2 separate regions of the Mus musculus genome follow, and region 2 is linked to region 1. Evidence: chromatin contacts called from public Hi-C data. All regions are on one chromosome and are shown on one strand. Each heading gives the region's core, a stretch centred on a gene start, on an enhancer-like site or on the middle of the called end of the contact. The rest is flanking DNA. Distances are from core to core; before and after follow the strand shown.

Region 1 (5,632 bases), core at 1,675-4,174:
TATATGAATATGGTTAGAGAAAGAGACTGTAGAATACATCTCTGAAAGAGAAGACAAACAGCATGAAGGAAGAGGCTCCACAACTGTACCCACAGTTCTTTAATGACTAGGATAGAAGAGTTAGCGTGTATCAGGAAGTAACAGAATCAGAGGGTATTAGGCAAAATGATTCCCAATGGAATCCATTCAGCAACCTGAATACTTCTAGCCCCAAAGTACACCACAGCCATATTTTGAAGTTTCTGACTTAAGGGCATAGGTGCTTTCTATTTAACTATGTCAGTGGGGCTGCTAAGTTTTCATTCACTATCTGCTGAATGGAGTTCCTATATCAAAAAATAAAAACAAACTAACAAACAAACAAAACCCAGGATGGTCCCAAGGAGTATGCACAACTAACGTTTTATAGGATGGTCCTATAGCACTAATCTACATAAATACAACTGAATATTACTAAAGCAAAGAGTAATAAAGAAAGAAAAATGTTACCAATTCATTCAGCTGCATGGGCTTTTTGTAGAAATGGTCTTGAGATCTGGAGATCAATAAATGAGTAAAGTAGAATTTACAGTTAGTTGGAAGGCTGGACATTAGGGCCCCAGCAGAGGTCAAGACAATGGTAAGAAAAGGATGCCATCTCTAAGCGAACAACATCATGCAATAATGACACAAAGATAAAGACAAACAAATGTGTGTTGAAGTAATCCCTGTTCAAATCAATCCTGCCTGCAAGATAGAAAAGGATGATGACATTTGAATGGGAGATCAGCATTCTGGAACCTTGAGATGATCTGGTCTCACCACAAAGTTTACAAAGAAGGGCAATGAGCGCCAGTGAGTTTCAATGTTTTCCCCAAAGTCACACAGCCATACAGGGACCAACTCCACAAGGATAACTGGTTTCCTGATTCCTAGTTCAGACACTGTTCCCACAACCATACTGCCTCCCAGATAGCCACAAGAGTAAATGAACTTTACATAGAGAACTCTCCTCATGATAAGAGCAAGAACAGAAAGACTCTGACCGAGCAAGCTGAAAGAGCAGACATAGCCATTGAGCATTTCTGTCTTTTCCACCACAGAATGGTAGACCAAAGGTCAAGGAAGCAAAAGCTATTGAACTAAACTGGTGACCATGCCCACCTCTTTAGGCAAGAAAGGGAGGCAGGTCTAGTCAACACCAAACACTAACAGTATTGCTAACTAAAACAAAAGGAAATTCTTTTTACTAGAATATTTGTAATAATCATCAATAATAATGATAATATTTTTTAAAAAACACTTGAAATTGCTTATTACAAACACACATGTGGTACAGAAATGTTTGTGTGGAGGAACATGAATAGCTACCTCCCCTGTAATGCTAGAGCTCTGTTCCCAAAGGATACCAACGGGGTTACCCCAGGATATAAGGAATTTTCTCAATTTCTCCTTTACATTTAGATTCTCCACTTCCCTGATACCAATGCCAATACTGGTCCAACAAGTTTCAGAAACAGAACACTGATGGGAAGATTATCTGAGACACTTGATGTACATGATTTTTAGCAAAAGTCTGTGATTTCTCTGTAAATTACTAATCTGAAATAGACACAATAAACTGTCCACAGCTTCAACTTCAAATGATCTGAACAAAAATAGAACGAGCCATGGACAGTGTCTGCATCCCTGTCCAATTTGATGTAAACAACATTTGTAGAAACTGGGTTTGTTAAGAAAGTTTATCCATACATCTGGATAGCAATAAAAAGCGTTTCCTAGGAAACTGTAAGATCCTGTACCATACAGCATACAGCCCAACGAAGAGAAAATTAGATTGATTCTTAAATTCAAGGTACAAATTTACACAATTTTTCTTAACTCCCGCGGTGGTGCTGTCCGAATGAAGTGGGCGTGTACCTTGGTGGTTATATCTGTCCCCCAAGTTTCCTGTTGCCATCTTGCCTGTAGAGCGCCTTGGTCCTATCTGGATTTCCTCCTCAGATGTGGTTCCCCTGAACACAGACTCCCTGTGTAATTGTGTCCTTCAGCTTTAGTTCCAGTGTGGTCAATACTGTCCTTCTGCTGCCAAGGACACCACTGTCTCATGTCTTCCCATTTCTTCCAGGACGGCTGCCAGCATGCTCAGGTTTCCATCTGGGAAGTTCTGTGCTTCCCAAAGATCCAGGATTACGCCAGTTGGGCTCGATTTGGTGGCAAAGTAATTCAAGTACCTGCAATCAAGAATGGGAAAATATGCTTAGAGGTGTGATTTACAGGTCTATTTACAGTATTATCTTCTCTGCGTTGGCACTAAACCTGTCTGTCTTGAAGCATTTCAGTCCTACCGTGGATCCTAGTGAACTCCACTTAATGATTGCTCGGTTCCTAATTAGATCAGCTCCAGACAGGACATGTGCTGTTTAACTTTGTTAACCTCAACTCTGAATAGGATAATTTAAGAGACAACGTGTCTGTGGGTTTTGTCCTAAACAGGAAATCAAGAGGCTTATGTTTTCTGTCCAGTCTGGACTCTGATGATCTTTGACAGGTCATACCACATCTCTTCCTTGGAGGTGACAGATATTTTCTACGAAGCAGAGGCTCTCAGGGTCTCTTTATAACTTAATACAAGTGCTTGTGTGAGCATGTAAATTATTCATCATGCATTACGTCTTGTTCAACTGGCGATGGATGAACAATAATTACTTTAGTGAATAGACATCATATTTAGGAGCTCTTAGCACATGAGCTAGGTAAAGTCTATCACAAATCTTGACACTGATAAATGTCATATATCCCAGGAATTCTCTTGGAATTGTTTGGAAGCTCACAGTCAGAATGAAAATATAAACAGATGTGTAGTGGGAAGAGAAAAGTGCCACTTTCTATATCATTCCTTTCAGTCCTGGAATCTCTGCTAAATGAAAACAGTAGGTCTAGAAGCCTGGACACACTCACCTGTCCAGGTTGAGTTTATGGGCCAGCATCCTCCAGTCATGGCCTCTTGTTTGAGGGGCATCCAGGCTGCTGCATAGCTTCTGCCGGATAGGGAGAGGAATGCTGAAAGCACTTGGTCCGGTGACAGTGGTGATGGTACTAGCAGGGTCCAGGAGAGGTAAGTCGATGCCAGTAGGTTCCTGTAGGAACGACACAACTTTCTTTTCAGAAGGCAAGTGTAATCGCTGTTGATTCAGTCAGCATAATACTTGACTCTCAGTTGGATATTCTCTGTATCCAACTTGAGATGGATACAAAGAGTACAGGTTCTCTTCTCTTCAAGAAGGACAGTCTCTTCCTGGCCTGGAAGTAGTGGGTTAGTAGAGGTAGAGGGAGATAGTTTTGTATAGCCCATGTTCAGAGTTCCTAGGTCAGGACTGGGCAGGGCAGAAAGCTCTAGTAAGATTCCACAATGGCTTCCCTAATGAGACACTCCAAGATCGCAGTTCTCAACCTGTGGATCATGACCACTGGAAAACATAAACTCCTACTGGCCTCAGGAACTGAGAGACTTCTCAGTATCAAAATTACAGATATGAAAGTAACAACATAAATAAATTTATGGTTGGGAATTCCTAAGATCACCAGAAATACGTGTTTTTCCCATGGTCTCAGCCCACAGACTGAGAATGGTTGCTTTGGGAATGGAGAAGAGAGGGAATGTCTATGTTCTCAAAGGTTTAGATGTTGGAAATGCTCAAAAGGGAACTTCTTCCTGAAGGAATAAATACATCTGAGAGAAATAAGATCTTCTAGAAGCCATCTAACTGTAAAGGCATCCTCTCTGTGAACACATAGGAGACCTCAGCTAGCCCTGTGAAGGTAGTTCCCTCCATCTCTTGCTTGATAAAATGGGGCGATGCTAAGATAGATCAAATTAAGGCAAACTTAAAAAAAAGTAGTAAACACAGAGTATTGCCTTAGGGCAAGCCACTAATGGTATCCTCTAATTGCTGAACCTCCTTGCTTATTTTTTTTTAATCCGATTTTAGTAGAGAAAACTATAAATTGGCTCTTAAAATAGTTTCAGCTCATAAAGCAGCACAAATGCAAAAATCTAAATTTCATCTGCAAGAGAAACTCTAATCATTTTCTGATCACTTCTGCTGGTCTGAAAGCAAGAGGAAACGTTGCCTGGGAACCATTAAAGCAATAACAAGAAATCTTCTCGATCTGCTTTGAATGTCACCTCTTTTTTAAGGCAGGTAACGCCTTGGGGTGCTGGAGGAGACACTAGGCACAGAGCCCAGGTCATCCTGAAGTCTGTGATGTCCTTCTAAATGCTGAGCTTAGGGGGTTATTGCCCCTGCTGTTAGAGCCCTCATGTCCTGCCCTGATTCTGAGGTCTCTGCAGACTTGGGATTGCAGGAGCTTTGAGGGGCAGGTGGGGTGTCTCAGCTGGCTGGCTCCCAAATGTGACCCACAGGGTGGTCTGCGTTTTGGGGATCAGTGGCCAATGGTGATTTTCAACTTCTATCATCCCTCTGGATGAGACCCATTGAGGAGCTGGGGGACATGTGAGAGAAAATTGTTTTTCTGGAGTTTGTTTGTTTGTTTATTGTTATTGTTTTTGAAAGTAAAGAATATATATACAATAGTCTTGGCTTTGATCAAAGTATCAGGGCTCAGAAGCAATAGCTTGGCAAAGAGATGGTGCTGGCTCTTGTATCTTAGCTCTGGTTCCATGGCTAGACTGTGGGCTGCCGCTCGGAAGCATCCAGCAGGATTAGGGAGCTCCGATTAGACTCAGAACCTGCAGTTCTTTCCCCTCAGGCACAGAGCTCTGCCAAAAAGCAAGAGTCCATAACCTCCAGGGTCACAGGGCTTCAAAAGCCCAAGCAGTGATTCATTTAGGGACTCACATCAATGCTTCCTAGTGGACTATGTTGGCAATGTTAGGACTCAAGAGTTGCAGTGCTTATATTGGGCACAGCAATATTCATGACTGCATTGTTGTGGGGGAGCAGTAAAGTTCTACACTATCACTAACAGTTTAGTGACTTCACCCAGGTTCAAGTTCTCTTACTCCTTATTGTGACTATTCCTTAAGTCCAGAAGGAAAACTTACCATCCCCTCACGTATCTCCCCACCTTGATTGTCCTTGGATGGGAGTGGAGGTCAAAGTCTGCAGAGGGAGGAACTGCCTCCTGAAGCATGGACTCTCATCCCCAAAGAGTTTCCTTATCATGGTTGGCCACAGTATCTTCCTGCTGCTTGCCTGTTCTCCCTCCTACACTCCTGCCAGCCTGTCTTCCCACATGGCTCACCTTGCGCATCACTCTTCCCTGACTCTCTCTACCATTCATTCACTCATTCATTTATTCATTCAGGGGAGTTTTAAATATCCTTTCTCCATGACATTCTAATCTTACAATTTTGAACGTGTGTGTGTGTATGTGTGTGTGTGTGTGTGTGTGTGTGTGTGTGTGTGTGCTTTCATAGCTGCACATGCATGTGCATCTGTGCCATCGTTTAGAAGCCAGAGGACAACTGTGAGTATCATTCCTCAGGTACTATAGCTCTTTAGAGTCCTGATCTCATCTAGAAGGCTAGGCTGTCTCTCTGTTGAGTACAGGAAGCCCCAGGCATTCCTCAGTCTCCCCCCTACCCCCACAAAGTACTGGGATTATTATTGCATGTTGTACCATGTCT
Region 2 (5,632 bases), core at 1,894-4,393, 290 kb after region 1:
TAGTCTGCAGAACCGATTTGATAGTTCCACTATAATGATTTTAGATGTATTAAGGAAAGTATTTTGTCTCTTTTAAAGTATTTTACAACTCCATGTAAATGTAAAATAAATTCTTCACATGAAAAAGAATATTTTCATTTCATATGTCTGATATGAATTTGACACATAAAATTCCAATTTAATGTTCAAACATTTTTATTTGAACCAGGTTCCAACCAAAGTATTGAACTTTTCTGCCTGTTTGGTTTGGTTCGGTTTGGTCAAAAATCCTCAGGTCTGAGGATCAAGAAAATAGGTGGCTTTCTTGCTTTTCAGCTGTATATATATAAGTTTTGAGCCACCAATGAAGATAAAGTTGCATTTTTTATAATAGTTCTGTCTCCTTATTTTCCATATATTTAAATATCATGCATCTTTAAGGTGACCACATGAGGATGGGAGAATAGTGTTGTGAATGAGCAGCTCATTGTATCCTCTGTGGCATCTTTTCTCTGCAGCAGCAGTCTGTTCCCCCTTGCAGAGCCCCTTGGTACGAATACGCATCCATCTTTCAATCATCCGTGTGGGTTAACGACACTGAGTAATAGCACATTAGTGCAGTGCCATTCCAGACCCCAGCCAGGCATGCCAAGCAGATCATCCGACAATCGTTTCAGATTCATTTTCCACAAGCAGAAACACTGTTCAGGCTTATTAACCGTCAAATCTATATAAGGCAGTGCACAGAGACAGAGGCCTCCATTAAAAGTAGCTTCCATCTCATTAATGCAATTTACAAGGGTATTTGGCCCATTCTATTGTTGTAAAATCTTTTTTTTTAAAGAAAGTTTCTATTCAACACTGCCATTGTTTGTTTGAAGCAAATTTTTATCTTGTCTCTTGTGTTTCTCAAAATAAATATTACTATAAATTGGTTAATGGTAATTTTTTTTAAACTGCTACTATGATCTCTCATGTTTTGCTGACAAAGATGCAGAGCCTTTAGATTCAACCCCTAAAGTGTCTGACAAACCCATTGATAATTCTTAGGCCATCTCCTTTTATATTTTCATTTTTTATATTGTTGTTCTTCTCACAATTGGCTTCAGTGTTTAACTTGACACTTGGGATCTGAGTCTATTGTACTGAGAACATCTGCTGGTTTTTAATGTTGATGTTTTACTTAAATTATCTAGTGAATAGCAATCTAAGGTAGCCAGGGATCCTGTTTATATTTTGGATTTATGAATGGAAAGCTGTGTTTCCCATTGTGATATATTGCTATAGCCCATTTTTGTCTTGAAAGCCTATTGCTTGTTTGTATTTTGAGAGTAAACCTTTTATTCTTTTCTCCTTTTGGAGAAAATCTTCCTACATTTATCTTCAGGTTTTCTATAAACACAAATTTTACTTAAAAGTTCACAAAGACTTAATTTACTTTTATGTTCTCCTCTTAAAGGTGTAACTCGTGCTAAATTAAGATGAGCTGTTCATCAGGGCTCATTTTCAGGAACACCGTTAGATGAAGTACTCCAACCAGAATGGTCACAGACAGACAGAGAGACTCTCAAGGACTGTGACCTCAGCTGAATTTACCCAGGGAACAATGCACTCTTCACTTTTAGTGACATTTACTAAGTTTAATTACTGGGATTGAAGTCTTTTATACCGGGCAGACAGTAGCTGTAAATGACTTAATTATGAGAAGGACCAGTAGAGTCTCATAATGACATAATTTTAGACAGGATGTTAAGTGTTTGTTAGGGTAATAGTTCCCATGTGAGGATCTGTTTCATTTCAAGGTACCACTTCCTGAGAGACAGCACCAGGGGTTCTCGGGAAATGCATCTTTCTTCAAACCTCAGTTTTCTCTGGGAGAATTCACAGACCCACATTCTTTGCTTACGTCATCTAAGTCTCCGACAATGGAGTCTTTCTTCAGTGGTTCAGTACATAAGAGTTTCCCTTCATTCAGGTAACATGGATGCTGTTATTTACTTATCTTTTTGCTACTTTTTTATATTCATAACACGATGCTTGCCTTTCTCATCCGATATTTGTCTTCTGTGATTGCACTATTATCACACAGTCGGGATGACTTAAACTGAGCTTATATAGAGATAGATACAAATGGCCGTGGAATTATAGTTGCTTCTACTTCTGTAGCGTCAACCATCATGGATTAAAAATAGAAAAGTTTTCATGTGTATTGAACATGGAAATATGGGATCCCTTGTTATTTCACAAACAATACAATATAGTAAAAAATTCTGTAGAATTTGCATTCTGTTAGAAGTATTAGTAATCTAGAGTTTATTTAATGTGCACAGGAGTAAGTATGTAGGCTGTCTACCAATACTAAGCCATTTTGTATAAGGAGCATCTGCAGGTTTCTATATCCCTGGTAAATCAAAGAATCAACCACACACACACACACACACACACACACACACACACACACACACACATACACACACATACACACACACACACACACACACACACACACACACACACACTCTCACACACACACCCATACACACATACTCACACACACAAAAACACACTCACACATAAAGATCACCAACCATGTACATGACATGCGCACATCACTTTTATACATTGATATATACAATACATTTAAAAGGCAAAGAAAAACAGATAAAAAGAAATTCCTTAGGAGTAGATAATGTAGAAACAGAGGTATAATTATACATACAATATAAAAATAAACAAATGGTTGAATAAAAGAATTTAGACAGACACCTGCATCATGATGCAGGACACAGTCAATCTCACAAACACTACACATCTGCCTACCTACAAGTCTCCTTTCCAGGATCCTCCATTACTCTTACCATATCGGTTCTTCTCACATACAACACTATACATTGCTTTTCCTATTTTGGACATGTTTGCCTTGGAATTAAAAGTATATGAATAAATCAATATTACACGATACACTCATGCTTATTCTCTTCCTCTGTGTGTTTTATTTCATGCCTGAGAGCCACTAAGGATTTTACCCCAGTGTCTTATCTCCACCAGACTCTGCTGTACACTCTGACAAATGCCATCCACTTGAGGGAGCACAGGATTCCGCCTCCCACCCAGTTCACTTCTAGACTATTTAAAATGTCCATGATTTCTCAAAGAGGAAGTGACTTAACTTTACATGATCAAAGTGTCTGTTTACCCTTTCCTCTTGCCTTATGGATGATATGAAAGTCTGGGAAACCCACCAATACTCATGTCACCAAAGGGAAGTTGTGGGACCTAGGCAAGCCATTTCATGATTCACTTGTGCCTCAATTACCCAATTTTCAAGAGGAGGTAGTATTGCACTCAGTGTAATGATGTGTGCTGAGAATGTACATGCAATAAAACACATTTTTTTACTGTTGGTGAAAAATAAATTTGTTATCCTTTTAAACTCACAAAAGGGCTTTCAAAAGATCATTTTCTCAAACTAAAGTAAACAGCTATCCACATGGAATGCCTTAAACTCTTAAGGTTCTTAACAGCAGCCTTTTCTATCTTTAGAAAAATAATTGTTTAGAAAAATTTATTTCTTGCTTAATCCTCACTAAACCAAATATTACCAATTTGGCCATTAACCATAAATAGGGAGCAAGGTCTGTAATTATAACCAGAAGGTCCCCATTAAAGCCCTCTGAGAAGGAAAAAAATGTCTTTAAATGTTCCTGTAATTATACCAGACACATGTTAGCTCTTACTTGGGTTGCTGTCTGCTATTAAGGAGCAGCTCTCATTATCACTCAGATAAGGATTTTTTTTAAATCCTAAACCAAAGATTCATAAATTATCAAGGCCCATTGTCTTAATTTTGGCTCAATTCCGTCATGTGCTCATGATCCATTTCTGGGTCCTGCAGGTAAGACCATCACTAGTGTCAGGTGTTGTCCTGGTCTCTTCTGTATTTGGTTTATGTTTTAATTCCCATGAAACATAACCATCTGATACCTAATCTTTGTGACAACTTAAAAAAGCTGGCAACCCAGAGGGATTTTATGGTCCCACAAGCAATGGAGCAGGCTGAGTAGGCCAGCAAGCTATCTTCTGTCCCCAGGAGGTGATGGGATAACATTGTTATCATGTAATCGTATAAGTGATATGCTATTTTGGAACAGGAGCATCTGGCTGCTCCACAGAACATTTCCTTTTCTCTATTGTCCCTTTTAAATGTATAAGTCATATTTTGCTATAGCTTTCTAAAGTATCCCATTTTTTTATATGCTAAGAACCCTTCACCATGTACTAAGTAAAAGAAAAAAAAAAGAAAGAAAGAAAGAAAAGAAAAGAAAAGAAAAGAAAGCGTAAAGTCTGACATAAAATAAAAATCCCACAGGCAGAAACTAGTTTGTGTGAAACTGAAAACGCATGGGCTTGAGGGCTGGGCCAGGATTCCAAATCCATGAACCCTGCTAGCCCTGGGAACGTGGGCAAGTTTCTCACATTCTCCAAGAGTCTCTACACGCATGGACTGAGTGGTGAGACTTGACCTGTCGTTTGTCATGACAGTGCAGTGACAGCTTAATGATCCTCTACTTTCCATGGGCCAACTTGTACATGAAGATAGAGATTAAGCAAGCATGAAAGAATATTATCATGTAGAAGTGAATCAGGACCTCATGTGTGTGTGTGTGTGTGTGTGTGTGTGTGTGTGTGTGTGTGTGTATCTATAAAGGGGAGCAGGGCATTTCTTTTTTTCAGTTTGAAACCCAGTCACATCATGCACTCTTCTAATATTTGTTCCTCATAAAAGGTACTAGATCTTCTTTGCATAAAAAGACAACAACAACACATCAATATCACCTTGGAAAAAGATGCGAAATGACTTCTACCAATTACAAACTCTAGCTGTTTAATATTAACAATTATAGGACACTGTCATAAGAATTTTCCCATATATTTTCTTTTGCTCAAAACATCCATTGTGCATTTTAATCTCATACATAGGGCACAGACCAGAAATCTGTATCTCCTCATGTGAAGAAATCACCCAGTTCATTTATTTGGATATGTCTGGAGTCTGTGTATGACACCCCATGATACATATGCATGCCTACAAAACATGCATATGTATGACTAATACAAGAGAAAAAACACTGATTACAACTCTACAAAGGTATATAGATCCAGTATCTAGAATGATCAATATGAAATAGAGAAAAGAAATAAAACTTAGAGGAGGGAGGGAGGTTTGAGAAACTAAAGTTCATGAAATCAGTTTAAGCAATTCTCAGGATACATGGGGTGGATACCGTTAGGAGAGTTATCCCTGTAACAGTGATGGCAGCCTGGTGAAGTTAGGCATCTCCAAGACCAACACCGTCTTGAAAATTTTTGCTCTGGTCAACATTCATCAATTAACCTGTTAACAGTTCACTTGGCAAACTGCATGCCAGTATTTTTTCTCCCTCAAATATCTTTTATGTTTGAACTTTTCTAAATTTGCAGTAATATTATCTTTATTAAGGGAAAAATGTCATTAACTATTTTCACATTTAAGAGCACTTACTTGTATGTGAGTGTAAAGTTCAGAACAGGGCTGCTGGGGTTGAATCTCAGGCTGTAGTATTTACTAGTCATGAGATTCTGAGCCAACTAGGTGGCCTTTTTCTGTGATGAA

The links. Hi-C and Micro-C count contacts between places; a contact is called where the count stands out from the background.
Region 2: a contact with region 1 is called in a Hi-C map of the N1E-115 cell line, with 12 times the contacts expected there. The contact joins two enhancer-like sites. A contact is called at or near these places in 1 of 484 Hi-C or Micro-C datasets (the N1E-115 cell line), 1 of 115 datasets of contacts at active chromatin or transcription factors (bone marrow-derived dendritic cells) and 1 of 9 other capture datasets (embryonic stem cells).

The regions. Positions count from the first base shown.
Region 1 is chr3:141,824,988-141,830,619 of GRCm38.p6, reverse strand. Unc5c (unc-5 netrin receptor C) reads right to left here. Exons shown (of 16, transcript NM_009472.4): 15 at 2,941-3,119; 16 at 1-2,213. The coding sequence ends at 2,048. Among named protein-coding and RNA genes, the nearest start is that of Gm15689, 140 kb to the right of the region's middle. Within about 2 kb of position 2,924, at least 3 of the 459 cell types and tissues checked have an H3K27ac peak or open chromatin away from gene starts, as enhancers often do. A contact at or near this core is called in the N1E-115 cell line, where this site is marked.
Region 2 is chr3:141,535,907-141,541,538 of GRCm38.p6, reverse strand. The region is part of intron 1 of Unc5c (unc-5 netrin receptor C); the gene reads right to left. Among named protein-coding and RNA genes, the nearest start is that of Unc5c, 73 kb to the right of the region's middle. Within about 2 kb of position 3,143, at least 6 of the 459 cell types and tissues checked have an H3K27ac peak or open chromatin away from gene starts, as enhancers often do. A contact at or near this core is called in the N1E-115 cell line, where this site is marked.